Linked DNA regions of Callithrix jacchus: region 2 is linked to region 1. A link is a contact called in public Hi-C data. All regions are on one chromosome and are shown on one strand. Each heading gives the region's core, a stretch centred on a gene start, on an enhancer-like site or on the middle of the called end of the contact. The rest is flanking DNA. Distances are from core to core; before and after follow the strand shown.

What was found. Hi-C and Micro-C count contacts between places; a contact is called where the count stands out from the background.
Region 2: a Hi-C map of skeletal muscle shows a contact between it and region 1, with 5 times the contacts expected there. The contact joins the promoter of LOC144578411 here to the enhancer-like site in region 1. A contact is called at or near these places in 2 of 3 Hi-C or Micro-C datasets (induced pluripotent stem cells and skeletal muscle).

What each region holds. Positions count from the first base shown.
Region 1 is chr11:96,922,593-96,925,292 of calJac240_pri, reverse strand. No RefSeq gene overlaps it. Among named protein-coding and RNA genes, the nearest start is that of SMARCD3, 13 kb to the left of the region's middle. Within about 2 kb of position 1,407, at least 3 of the 16 cell types and tissues checked have an H3K27ac peak or open chromatin away from gene starts, as enhancers often do.
Region 2 is chr11:96,964,026-96,966,725 of calJac240_pri, reverse strand. It overlaps LOC144578411, which reads left to right and starts at 1,442. Exons shown (of 2, transcript XM_078343448.1): 1 at 1,442-1,755. The coding sequence starts at 1,639. All of the region lies in intron 2 of SMARCD3 (SWI/SNF related BAF chromatin remodeling complex subunit D3), which reads right to left.

The DNA.
Region 1 (2,700 bases), core at 158-2,657:
GAATAATTATTTTGGGACTTAGTAAGATCCCAAATAAGACTTGGGATCTTATTTTGTGAGCCATATATATCAGTAGTGTACATTACCATACAATGTAACAAGATCTATGTATAAACAACGCAACCAACCATCCAAGTGTTACAACAACTAAAACCCCCAATAAACCTTGAAGAGTGGAAAAAAAAAAAGGAAGAACATTGAAGGTAAGGGACCTGTTAGCCACTGTACCACCCACCGTGCGGCCGACCGGGAAAGGTGTGGAAGCAAGAGAGAAAGATCCCCGAGTGAGGAGGGTGTGGTGGGACCTGGGATCCCAGCCTGTCCCTGCCCCCTCCATCTGACCAGGCTCTTCCCAAACCCCTGTTCCCCCAAGTATGCAATCCTGATGCCTGCGTGTGATACCCCAGTTCTCCACCTGCCTCTGGAGCAGTACTGGAGCAGAGCTCCGGGGAGTCTCCCCCATTCCTTTGCACATGGCGCCCAAGACTTTGCAGGGAAAACTTGTCACAAATCCAGATTTCAGTCCCCTTCCAGGCTCAGAGTCCTGATCCAGGAACGTGCCTTTGTTAAACTTGTGTGGTCACAACATAGGGATTATAATTTATTTTATTTTATTATTGATATTTTGAGACAGAGTCTTCCTCTGTGGCCCAGCCTGGAGTGCGGTGGCCTGATCTCAGCTCACTGCAACCTCCGCCTCCCGGGCGGCCTCAAGCGATTCTCCCTGAGAATCGCCTCAGCCTTCAGAGTAGCTGCGATTATAGACATGCGCCACCTCGCCAATTTTTGTATTTTTAGTAGAGGCGGGGTTTCTCCATGTTGGCCAGACTGGTCTCGAACTCCTGACCTCAAGTGATCTACCCACCTCGGCCTCCCAAGGTGCTGGGATTACAGGCGTGAGCCACCGCGCCCGACCGTCACTATCGTTTTTTTACAGTCCTTGTTTTACAGAGTTCGGAACTGAGATACTTTCAGATGCAGAGTGATGGATCGTCTGGGATTTGCTTTTAGAAACAGGAGGCAGGGCTCCGCTGGAGGCATGAGGGAGCCTGACTGGCTTCTTCGTTAGAACCGGTCTGCTTTTGAATGTATTTGAATTCGTCTCTTGAAAACCATTTCCCGCCCCTCGGAGACTCCGCGGGAGGGGCGGGAGGGAGACCCGGGCCCGGGGCCAGGTGGCGTTTGGCTTTGGCGGGCGGGAGCCGGGGCTGGGCGGCTGCGGCTGAGCGGACTCTAGCGCCACCTGGCGGCCATCGCGGGACCGACGCCCCCGTGGATCTCCCCCCGGCCGCGGAATGGGCCGCGGAATCGGCCGCCGAGCAGCAGCCGGGAAGGGGCGAGGGAGCCCCACTCCATGCCAGGCGAAGGCCCACGCCTGCTGCCCTGACCCTGGAAGCCCCTTCAGCGCAGCACCCAGCCAACCGCGCTCTCCCAGGGCCCACCTCGGATTTACACCCCCACCGGCGTTGGAGGCCACTTGGTCTCATTGGTGACATGTCATGGTGTGCATGACAGGTCACGACTTGGCGATGGCGGGTCCTCCTGCTCTGTGGGGGTGGGCGCGCGGCACGGCTAAGCAACTCGCTAGGGCCCTGCCTTTTGTAATTTAAGCCAAGTTACACAGTTTCAACAAGAGCTTTGTGTAATAGGTTCTTTTTTTTTTAATTTTAGGTTTTGGGGTACACGTGCAGAACATTTTTTTCTTTTTTTTTTTTTGAGACAAAGTCTCGCTCTGTCGCCCAGCCTGGAGTTCAATCGCAGGATCTTGGCTTACTGCAACCTCCGCCTCCCGGGTTCAAATGATTCTCCTGCCTCACCTTCCGGAGTAGCTGGGACTACAGGTGCCCGCCATCACGCCCAGCTAATTTTTGTATTTTTAGTAGAGACGGGGTTTCGCCATGTTGGCCAGGCTGGTCTTGAAGTCCTGGACTCGGGTGATCCGACCGCCTTGGCCTCTGAAAGTGCTGGGATTACAGATATGAGCCACCATGGCTGGCCAAGGAGGTTCTGAAAACAGTCCCTGTCTTACACCTGCCCAGGGCCTGAGCCCTCAATCTTGGCCTTTTTCAGGAGCTGGTGAAAATGAAACTGGAATTCCTGACCTGGGAATTCAGGTTTACTTCACCTAATCTAACTCACTTCTAATGCAGGGATTCAAGAATTGGGCATGTGGCTTCCAGAGTCCTTTTGGAATGTCACAGTCTAGGCTTTTATTTTATTTTTTTTTAATGAGGGACACCCAGCAGTGACTGACTCTCAGTGGGTCCCCGTGCGGGCAGGAGCGTGGTGGGAGCAGGTTCCCTCTGCATACCTCTTTCAGGGGCCTTAGGGCTGACTTCACCTGACGGCCTGGTCCTGGGCTGTGTTAAGACCTTCTGGAGAAATTGTGTTTTTATTAAAACATCAAATCCATGTCCCTGTAAAAACAAGCCAAAAACCAAGTTACACAATTTCGAATCACATTGTTACAGGAGGTGTCTGGAAAAAGCAGCTCCCCCACAACTTCCTGTCCTCCACAGCGGGCTCTCAGCTCTCCCAGCTCACTCTTGTTTTTTGCCTCCATGTCTGTAAACAACGGATTCCATCCCTAGCGTTTCCTACTGGTTGCAGAAGAGGAGGACACACCTCCTCCTCACACCCTCCCAGCACCTCCTACCTCCTCATTCTCCAGTGAATTCTTACCTTGGGGCAGATGGATGT
Region 2 (2,700 bases), core at 193-2,692, 41 kb before region 1:
CCATACCCCTCCCAGTGGGGCCTACTGACTCAGCTGCAGCCTCCTGGGCTCCCACGTGCCTTTGCAGCCTGCCTGTGGCAGGACAGTACTCCCCTAACCCTTCAGTCTCTAGGCCTCACGTCCCCAATTCCAGCCCTTCCTTCACACCTTCCAGGAGTTTAGGACATCAGCTTCTGGTGGCTGAGCCGCCAAGGGGACCCTCAGAGTCCGTAACTTGGGGTAAGTCCCTAGAGCAGGCCTCTCCCCCACCCCGAGGCAGAAGCTCCAGAGCCCTCCCGCTGGGATGCAGAAGTCGCTCAGCCTGCGAGCTTCCCGCGACAGTGCCTCCAGGGTCACCTGCTCCTTGCTCTGGAGACACAAGCAGTGACACTGTCCCAACGGATGAAGAGACAGCCCAGCCCAGACTCTGCCATATCCCCATCCCCCACCCCCTCCCCGAGGGCAGGGGCAACACCTGGGCCCACAAGGAAAAGAACGGAAGTCAACCTGTCCACTACAGCGAGGACCCCCCACTTGGGGGGGGAGAGTCCCCAAGTCCCACCCCCACCCCTGACAAGAGCCATGTAAACGCCTCCCTTCCCCGCCTCGCGCCAGACCCGGCCGGCCGCCTGGCGACGTGTTCAGGTGCCAGGGCGCCGGCACGGTCCCGGGGCCGGGCCGTGGGCCGTGGCGCCCCCCGCTAGAGGGGTGGGAGAGCGGGAGCGCCCTCCCGGCCCCTCCCGATCAGCCCTCCATTCAGCCCGAGCCAGCTCACTCGCCCTCCCCCGCTAACTTTCCCCCACTCACCACCCCATGGACCAGAAACTCAAAAAGTTTGCTTTTCGTGGCTTTGCGCGCCCCTCCGGCAACTTCGTCCGCGGCCATCGGGGTGGGCTCAGCGGCTCCTCTCACTCTCTCTCTCTCTTCCTCTTTCTTTCCCTTTTCTGCCTTTTTTTTTCCTCCAACTCTCCCCTCTGAGTCCTGCTGGGCTCTCTCACACTTCTACTCGAGCGGAGTGGGGAGGGGGCCCCTTCAGGGCTGCCCTGACGGCCCACGGCCCACGCCGCCGCCGCCCGCCCGCCGCCGCCGCCGCGGCTGCCGCATTCCTGCACTGATAAGCCAGAAATAGTCCGGCGGCCCGGGGTCTGCCTGTTGACTCGGCGGGGACGGGGCCGCCTGCCTTTCCAAGCCCGCTGTCCAAACAGCGCAGATAAGCGGCGAGGCGCGCCGACCAGCCCGGCGGCGGGCGCTGGGCAGCGGCGCTGCAGCCCGAGGCCGCCGAGGGCCGCGGGAGGCGGCGCGGGGAGGGGACGCCAGGGGAGGCGGCGGGGGGTCGCCGGCCACCGGCTCTCGCCACAAATAGTTTCTCCGTCAGGGAATTCGCCGGCCGCGCCAGGCCGGGAACAGTCAGTTCCAACTTTCCCCCCAGCGGCTCCTGCTGCATTTCTGAGGCCCTTTCCCCAGAGACCTGGCAGGCCGAGCCGGGAAACACGGGCTAGCAGGAGCCGGGGAGCCCGGCAGCGAGGCCTCGCGCCTGCCCTGGGCCGGCGGCGGTGGGTGTGCCCGGGCGGCGGCGTGGCCCTGCGTCCACGGCTGTGTGTGCCCTTGTCTCGCACGCAGTGTGTGTCCGCGCCCTTTTGTGGCGTGGCTGCTCTGTGCATGCAGACAGACGCCCTGTCTGTGTGCTTCCCTCCACGACAGCCTCCGTGCGCGCGCGCCTGCGTGTGTGGCAGGACGTGGCCTGTGCCTTTCAGCTCTGTGCGAGGCTATTTCTGGGTATGTGAGTCTTTGTTTGTCGCTCTGTGAGAAAGTGAGGGCAACAGGGGAAGTATTTCGGAAAGAAGGACAGGGATTGTGCTCATGAGAACAGGAAGAGAACGAATGTGGGGAATGGCGCGGCGCCAGGGGGGTGCTGGGGTGGGTGCGTGGAGGGAACGAGGGAAGCCCGGCTTGGTTTCCTTGGGATGGGGGTGGACCCAGAAGAGTTGGGGCAGCTGGGCTGGGTATGGTGGGCCTGCCTCAATACCCCAGAGAGAGGAGTCTTGAAGCTGTGGTGTGGGGTGGGATGGCGAGGGAGCCCCAGAAGGGGCGTGTGGAAGGAGCTGGCAGTCCCTGGAGTGGAGGAGGGACCAGAAGGAGGAGGGGCAAATCCTGACATCCCCAGGCTGGGAGCCCTGGCCCTCCCGAGTCCCCCAAAGGCCACGCCCCTCTTTCCTCCTTCTGGGGGAGGAGCCTGTGGGCTTTGGGACATGGAGCCGTGGGCTCACTGCGAGAATCCAGGAGAGGGCAGGGCCATGCCTAGTGCCTAGGGGAGTTTGGTGAAACACTTATTTGAAGTTGGGCCCTGAAGACTGACAAGTCCTGACCCTAAACCCTTCAGAACGCCTTTGCCCAGGGGGTCTTTTCTGTCCGCAGCCTGATTTCTGCCGGTCCTGGTGGTGCTCTTAGCTGTCACTGTTCATTTAGGTGCCCACCATCAATCTGAAATGCCAGAGAGGGCATCTGGTCCAGGATGCCCCTACACCACCCCTGGCTTAAAAGGGGACCTAGAGATCCCCTTGCTACCAAATCTCTCCCAGAGCTTTAGACTAGACCACACACACACACACACACACACACACAAACACAGAGCCTGGGCTGACAGGGTGGGGATGGGTGGGTGGGCTGACTCTGTCTGCCATAGGTCATGAAGGTAGCTGCTGGGAACCTGGGGAGGTGATT